Regions from separate parts of the Oryctolagus cuniculus genome. Here region 2 is linked to region 1. A link is a contact called in public Micro-C data. All regions are on one chromosome and are shown on one strand. Each heading gives the region's core, a stretch centred on a gene start, on an enhancer-like site or on the middle of the called end of the contact. The rest is flanking DNA. Distances are from core to core; before and after follow the strand shown. Region 1 holds the start of DOCK8 (dedicator of cytokinesis 8). Region 2 overlaps DOCK8 (dedicator of cytokinesis 8).

Region 1 (3,923 bases), core at 1,422-3,921:
TTGTCAGTGCTGCTCTTGAAATGATGACTTTAGAAAAATAATAATAATTGCTTTCAAAGGAAATTTTTCAGCTACATGGATCACACCAGCAGGAGCCCAGTTAAGAGCACAGTGTTTGGAACAGTTTGCAGTCACAGCTCTGCCACTGCTGGCTGCATAGCCTTGAACAAACCACCCAGCCTTGTGCACAGATGTCTCCAAGCTTCGCTGTCCTCTTCCACATGAAACTTCACCTGTGTCTCACAGGACTTTGGTGAGAATTTAGTGATATAATCCATTAAGGATATAACACAGTGTCTGGGGTATAGTAAATGATCAATAAATGATGCATTCTAATATTAACAAATTTTCATTAATCCATTCCTCTAAACACTAACTTCTGCCAAGCTCCTTAGTATAACTCTTCCATACAAAACACAATGCTTCAAGAGGGAAAATAGAACTCTAGCAACAGAAATAGCCCATCTCTATTCAGGGCTGAGGGTTAGGGAACACTTTTTATCTTCTTGAACATATGTGGGTCCTTCTTGGTCAGGCTCCATCACACATTCTGTTCCATGGAGTGTGGCTGGTGTTCTCGGCACCGGACTGGAAGGCAGCACATCGGCCCCACCAGCCACTGGCGTCTCTGAACCCAGTCCACTCTGGCCTCCCTGGGGAAAGAACTCTGACTTCAGCTCTCAACAACAGCACCAAGATGGTGATGATGGAAATGACGACGAGACTGATGGTGAAAGCCAACATTTCTTTAACACTCATTGTGAGCCACGCACTATCAGCACTTTGTACCTATCATTTCACTTAATCCTCTAAACAGTCCTAGGAGGCATCTGACATACAAAGAAACGAAAGTCTAGAGAAATTAAATGACATGGCCAGCGTCACAGTTTGTAGCAGCGCCAACCTGCAAGCAGAACTGATTCCACACAGGGCCTTTCTCCTTAACCCTTCGGCCACAGGAATCCGAGTTGCTTGCAAGATTGCCTCAGAGATCAGTCCTGGTGCTGCTCGCTCCCCCAGATCAAGCCCACAGTCTGCAACATCCTTCTTCTAACCCACACTTCCGGACTCCAAATCCACAGGGACAAGGCCTGGAGGAGAAGTGGCCATGACACGTGGCGAAACCACCAGTGACTTCTGATTTCCCCATGTTCCCCAAATGGATTGCCCCTCCTAGCATGTAACCACCAGGAAACCCAACGCGGGAAAAACTCCCTGACGCACTTGATGGCTTCGGACCAGTGCCTTTAGGCCTTCAGCGTTAACATCCAGGACACATTAATAATTAAAGTCATGTTGTGGATGAAGAAACACGAAGGTGAGGGAGATGTTGCTCCCAGCTACACAGCAGGTGGAAATAAGCGCTCCAGTAAAGCTCAGTATGCCCCCTGGAAGTCCTTACCGCCTAGTTTCGCGGGACTTCTAGTTCGTTACAGCTCAAATCTCTGGACACCGGCAGCACGAAGCAGGTGACACCAGCCTTCCCCAGACTCAGCGAAAAGGACACTAACAGACCCTAGCGCTGCAGACCCAGGATTAGTTTCACGTTATCTTTTAACCAGATAGCTTGGACTTCTCCGGGCAAAACACAGCTGCCCCGAAATGCTTGTCGGCAGTTTTCAGTGGAGGAAAAGCTGCAGTGAGAGCACCTGTGCAGAGAACGTTCCACAGTGTCTGCGCTTCCATACACGTGCAATTCTGACTGCGAACTGGACGGGAAGCTGGGAGCCCTGAGACCTTAGTCCCTTGCTGGAGGGCTGTAGCTCCAAAAATGCCAGCCACAGGCATTCCTTTTTGTTTATTGAAATGGAGAATTATTTTAAAAATCACTTTTTCCACTCCATGGCTTTTCTGGACCAGGGATTAAAAATAGCGATGTTACAGGAGCCAAACTTTTTTTTGGGCATAATAAAACGAGGTGGGGGTGGGGAGGGGGAAGAGCCCTACTCAGGACATCAGAAGTCTTGAAGCTGCTGCCTCTCAAAGCAAAGCTCTCCTCGCAGCCACTTCATTCTCTCCACTCTCAACGCCTGAGAACCTGCGTGGCGCGCCCAACCCGGCTAACCCCGCGCGCCTCACCCTCCGGGCCACCTGTCAGAGCCCTGAGGGCCGCGCGGACGACGTGCGGTGGAGGGTTCCGAGCAGGGACACGGATGGCTGAAGACAACCGAGAAGGCGGCTACTCTCAGCCAAGACGGGGCTGAGCCCGCAGCGCGCGGGTCGTCGCGCGCTCGGCGGCTCCACCGCGGCAGCCTCGGGGCTCAGGCGCGCCCTGCCGCGGACTCGCAGGGACGCGCCGGCTACCGCTCCGCAGCCGCCTAGAGGTTGGCGCTCTGCGGGCCGGGCAGTGCGGCCGCGGACTCCCTCGCAGCGAAGCGCGTCTTACCTGTTGATCTTGAGCGCGAAGGCGCGGCGCTCGGCGCTCGGCAGCGTGGCCATGGCCGCCGGCGGCTTGGTGCCCTCTAGGGTCGCGGGGTGAGGAGAGCGGGGGCCCGGCGCGCCGCAGAGCCGCTGGAGCGCATGCCGAGCCCGGCGCGAGCCTCATCTGTCAGACCGGCCTGGAAACTTCCGCATTTCCACCTTCTGCGCTGAAACCACCCCGGGGGGAGGGCCCACGCGCTGGGCTGCGGCGCCCGGCCCAGACGCCCGCCGCCCGGTCTGGCACGCAGCAGCGGCGGGCCAGGAGGGTGTGGACGCCGCGCTGAACTGCCCTCCGGATCCTCCCGCCGACGGCGTGCTCTTCCCGGGACTCCGACCGCAGGAGAGAGAGGAGAGCGGGCGACTGACCCGGCGACCGCGGAGCGCAGGCCGGAAACTCCATCTGCCCGGAGCCACGAAGCTGCCAGGGCACGGGCGCAAGCGGGGGGAGCCCGCGCCTTCCGCGCGCTGCACGAAGCTGGCGAGGTCGGGAAACGAACCCTGGCATTCTTTAGGAAAGGTCGACAGCGTTCCTGGGAGAAGGCAAATTTTAAAAATCGGTGAAATCCCTGAGCGTACGAATGACCTTTGCCAAAGATAATGCCCACCACCCTGCTCGAACGCTTTGAATAAGTATAATGGATCCATCCAAGGAAGAGATACTACGAGTTACATAAAAATTTTTTTTTGCAACCTGAAAGAAATGCTTTTCTCTGGGAAAACACGGCGCACAGCATTCCTGTAACTCAAGAGTGCACCGCATCCCCGTTTCAGTTTCAGGTTGACAGGTCTTCTAAAATGCCCAGCCTTAACTCAAGACCAAAATCACAAAAGTCCCAGCCCTGACTGGGGTAGAAAGCCACTGTTTCAAGTTGTTGCTTGCAAGCCGTGCAGCGCTGGAGGGCTCTATTTGTCCACCTGCCCTTGAAAAAAAGGACCGAAGCAGTGTATTTTTGGCTCAAAGCTCCACTGTCTGCTGTGGCAGCCACTAGCCCCGTGTGGCTGTGAGTGCTTGAAATTGTGGGTAGTCTGGTCTGAGTGCTGGAAGTGTGAAACACACACCGCCCTTTAGAGACAGCACAGAGAAAGACGATGAAAAATAACTTGTTAGTGATTTTTATGTCGATGACATGTTAAAATGATACTTTGGATATATTATAAAGTAAATAAGATCTCTATTATTAAAATCTATTTCACCTGTTGGCTTTTCCGTTTGTAAAATCTGGCTTGCCGTGAAGAAAATGTACTATTAAGTATGTGGCTAGCCTTTGTGGGCCATGTTATATTCCTGTTGGGATAGTGCCAGTCCAAACAAAGTAATTTACACCCTAACACTAAAATTCCCCAGCACGGAATTTGGTCTCTGCTCCATTGTCCTTTCTCTGTGTAGTTTGGGATGCATCAGGTGGCTTAGTAACTGCAGGTCTGGCTAGGTAACTTACTTCCCTGCCCAGTAGCAATGCCTTTAAGCATATATGACAAAGTTCATAAGTTACCTTACATAG
Region 2 (4,366 bases), core at 283-2,782, 65 kb before region 1:
TGACAGCGGTAACTTCCTCTGCTTAGTTATATAGAAGACTTTTTGGCATGAATTAAAACAGTAGAGGCTGTTTGAAAGCCACCATGTAGATAATGTGTCAGGGATAAATTCTGACACATCTTATTTCAAAAACTGATGTGAAAAACAAAATTATCTCCTCTATTAAATCCCCCCATCCTCCTCTCGCTAAACTTACTGTAAGTATTTTAAATGGGGTTTTCCAAGATTCTGACCATACTTGAGAACAATTACACACAAATTTTGTGATTGTTTTCCAAAGGTGAGAATAACAGATGGGATTTATGCTAACGTCACACCTGAATAAATGGACAACAGGGGAAAAATGTGTCCCAGGGAGGAAAGAACTGTGCGTTTCATCAGCCTCCAGTGTCAATGAGAACTGTCTGAATAAGGGAGCAAAGGGCTGTTAGCAGTGCTCCTCACTGCTACCCAGCCTCCCGACACTGTGATGAAACACAGTCCAAAACAGAACTGGAATATTTCACAGAAACGATGGAAGGAGTTGTTTCATGACCACCTTACTGGGACTTTTTGGGGAAGATGAGAAGGCTGAAAATGTCCAAGAGAATGCAAATTTCAGTTCAGCTTTTAAAGTGAATGCAAATAAAAGTTCAGGCTAAGCTTCTACAGGCAACATTGATTTTCGCACCATGGCAGCAACAGGAGTTTCATTTAGACAAAAGTCCATAGTTTGAGTGAACTCATGCTCATTCTTCTAAACACATAAATAAACCGAGGGTAGAGACTGCAGCTCTAAACATGTTTACTCCAAGAAGTTTTTCCCCTTGAAAAAACTTTAAGGGAAGAGACTTTGCCCGATTCACCTTTCTACTCAGCACATAGCAGACTGCAAATCAGTGTGCACTGAACATGATGCTTGCTCACTCGGAGCTGAGGCTTCCTGGGGTCATGTGGTTTGCTCCAGCTCACCGAGCTGGCACCCGTGCAGTCCAGCTCCAGGGCCTGCACACTGAACCCCTTCTGGAGCACCGCATCTCTTCTTTTCAGAGCCTTTGGCCAAATCAGTTTAAAAACTATGTACATCTACATGATGGTACCACGTGGTTATCTGCTCCTCTTATGGCTTCAGTAATTTTGTTTATTTTTAAAAGAGGTGCAGACTCAGGCCACCTCCCCCGCACTGATAACAGTCACGAGTCACTATCCCATCTATGTTCCAAGCCCACGATTTACCCTTCCTCCGGCAAAGACGGCTGCAACGTCCTGCATTCCTTTGGCGTGAACACCACAACCAAGTCGTCATCAGTGAGGTCTCCCAGCTCCTGGGCCAGGTCTGCATCCAGGCTGTTGAGGTGTGTCATGAGAAGTCCTTCAAAGTCCACTGGCTCCACGGGGTCATAAAACGGAGGCTGGAGGGGGAAGCAAGACAAAGAGGAGTTTCCCACGGGTTCTCCTGGAGAAAGCGCTAAGGCGGCAGAGGACGTAAGCCCTGCTCTTTCCTTTCAACCTAGCACTTTGCTCTCAGCCTAAAATGAAGTGACTCTTTGGAGGAGCTGCCAGACTCGGAAGCAGTGATAGGGCAAGGAAGAGAAACGCAGCACGGAAAGTCAAGTCATAACATGGTGAGTAATTAAAATCACACCCCAAGGCAGAATTTTTCTCTGCTTAATTGCATCTTGATGAGGAATCCTGAGGAGATCCAAAATGAGATCACATGGTTTTGCTGAATTTTTGTAATTTCTCCTGCAAAAGCTCTCTGAGGCCATGTTTTATTTGCCCAAATACAGCAAAGGAGGGAATGGAGGCACATTTCCAGAAATTCATGCAAACTCAACACCGCTCTGGCTGAGGATGGAGGCACGGGGTCGCCTTTGGCCTGAGTTATGCTATACATGGGTTTCTGAAAGCACTTGGAGCATAATCATAGTGGACAGGGAGCCAGACGAGGTGACTGAAGCACTCCAAGGCGGCGATTTCCAAACGCCGCTGGCCTGCAAGAAATTTTCATTGGACTGAAGCTACATGAACTAACTTGGGGCAATCTGCTGGGTTCTGCTTCGGCAAAGTTTACTCACTTAAGAAAACTGTCCTTTGCTCTTCAATTTTAGCCTTCCACAGTGGCAGAGGGAGGGAACCAAAGAAACGAGAGAACTAGATGGTAACTTTAAAAATATTTTTCTTTGGTCAATAAAATTAAAAGTTGGCAACCCTTTGTCAGTCCCCAATTAAATTAATATTCGGTGTTCTCGGTGGTGAAACAGTGCCTTAAGGAAGTAAGAGTCACCTAGATAGGCCTATCTGTGTAGGAATACTACTATGCACAGTTGCAAGGGTATGCAGTGGGCAGTGGTCGGTTATGGCAGACTACCTGGAGTCATCACCCCAAGGAGTACTGTTCTGTTCTGTTCCCCCCTCTGACCCCTCCCATGGACCAACAGACAAACAGCCCAGAGTCTTGTGAGACAAGGACAGATCCCGAAGTGCTGACAAAACCGGTTTTTCCTCTCCTTGAAACCACACACCAGTGAAGGCAGCAAGTAGGAGTGGAGCAACAAAGTTGCTGTTGGAGAGCCAAAAGCAAGTAACACTGCAAGGGAAGCGCGGCTTGCTCTGTCCCCTCTCCACCCTTGCTGGCCCGATGACAATAGGGACGCGAATGACTCATGGTAGGGAGTGAAGATGAAGCTGAGAGCTGGGCACAATCCATTCTACTTTGTGTCTGGGATGCCGCAGGGTGGCTGACTTACTGAAGGAAGGAGTGGGCAGGAGAGAAGGCAACAGGGCACTCCTCAGTAGCTGAGTGCAAAGCGTGCCTCTAGGTCATGCCAGGCGCAGTGAAAGGGCCAGAGGAGCTTCCCCCCCCACCCCCTGTTCTGATGGCGGATCAGGCAGTTGGCTGAGAAGAGCACCCTAGTCCTAAGAGGATCTCCCAAAACAAAGTAACACAAAGCAGCAGGGGCTGAAGGAACCAGATAGCAACCTATGTGGGAGCCAGGTGGGAGTGCAGAACTCTGCCAGAGGAAAGGACGGCAGCTCTCATCTGTGCACAGAACAAGCCAGTCTGCCGCAGACACTGACACAAAACCTACCAGGGATGAGGCCATTCTCCCACTCCCCTGCGCCCACTGCATGGCACTGAGAGTTAACAGAGATCAAAATGGCTTCTATAGGAAATGAAGAAAACTCTGGGGTTTTGCATCCCCAAACTTATTTTTCTTTTTTGTTTATTTGAGAGGCTGAAAAACAGAGACAGACAGATATTCAGAGAGCTCCCATCTACTGTTTCCTCCCCCAAGTGTCTGCAATGGCTAGAGCTGAGCCTCAGCCAAAGCCAGGAACCAGAACTCAATCAAAATCTTCCCTGTGGGTGGCAGGCACCCAATCACTTGAGCCATCATGTGCTGCCTCCCAGGGTCTGCAATAGCAGGAAGCTGGAATAAAAAATGGAACTGGGACACCAGCCCAGGCATCAGATGTGGAACACAGGCACCTTACCCACTAGGCCAAATGCCTGCCCCCCAAACCTCCTTCCTGCAGTTTATACCCAATGAACTACTAATTACTGAGCACTTACTATGTGCCAAGAAATTATGACATTATCTCACTTGATGCTCTCTAAAACCCTCTAAGGTATACATTCTTATTATTCCCATCTTATAGGTAAGGAAACTGAGGACTAGGGATTGTATAATTTGCCGATGATTACACAGCTGAGAGAGAACCCATCTGGAAACCAAACCTAGGCAGGCTCAAGTTCTTAACCAGTGTAATTTTGATTGTTTTCCCTTATAGGTCTTTTAGGGAATATGTATTTTCTGAAATAATTAAAATATAAGATAATAGTAAGTGCAATGGGAAGTAAGTAAAAAAATACATTTATTGCTACCCACAAAATCTGCTCTGAGCTTCTTATAAGACTGACTTTTCAAAATAGCAATAGTAAATAAATAAAGTAACAATAGATGTAGATCTATTATGAAGAATATCAATTAATTCTTCAAGCAGAGGCACTGGTAATACATATTTAAAAATTATACGGAAGGGGACAGCGCTATGGCATAGTAGGTAAATCTGCCGCCTGCAGTGCCGGCATTCCATATGGGTGCTGGTTTGAGTCCTGGCTGCTTCACTTTTTTTTTTTTTTTTTTTTTTTTGACAGGCAGAGTGGACAGTGAGAGAGAGACAGAGAGAAAGGTCTTCCTTTTGCTGTTGGTTCACCCTCCAATGGCCGCTGCGGCCAGCGCGCTGATCGATGGCAGGAGCCAGGTGCTTTTCCTGGTCTCCCATGCAGGTGCAGGGCCCAACGACTTGGGCCATCCTCCACTGCACTCCCAGGCCACAGCAGAGAGCTGGCCTGGAAGAAGGGCAACTGGGACAGAATCCA

The links. A called contact is a pair of places that touch in the nucleus more often than the background predicts.
Region 2: a contact with region 1 is called in a Micro-C map of ear pinna, with 1.9 times the contacts expected there. The contact joins the enhancer-like site here to the promoter of DOCK8 in region 1. A contact is called at or near these places in 2 of 6 Hi-C or Micro-C datasets (ear pinna and an unstated tissue).

What each region holds. Positions count from the first base shown.
Region 1 is chr1:162,293,361-162,297,283 of mOryCun1.1, reverse strand. DOCK8 (dedicator of cytokinesis 8) reads right to left here and starts at 2,671. Exons shown (of 48, transcript XM_008256091.4): 1 at 2,387-2,671. The coding sequence starts at 2,439.
Region 2 is chr1:162,356,882-162,361,247 of mOryCun1.1, reverse strand. DOCK8 (dedicator of cytokinesis 8) reads right to left here. Exons shown (of 48, transcript XM_008256091.4): 3 at 1,216-1,391. Among named protein-coding and RNA genes, the nearest start is that of DOCK8, 64 kb to the right of the region's middle. Within about 2 kb of position 1,532, at least 2 of the 8 cell types and tissues checked have an H3K27ac peak or open chromatin away from gene starts, as enhancers often do. A contact at or near this core is called in ear pinna, where this site is marked.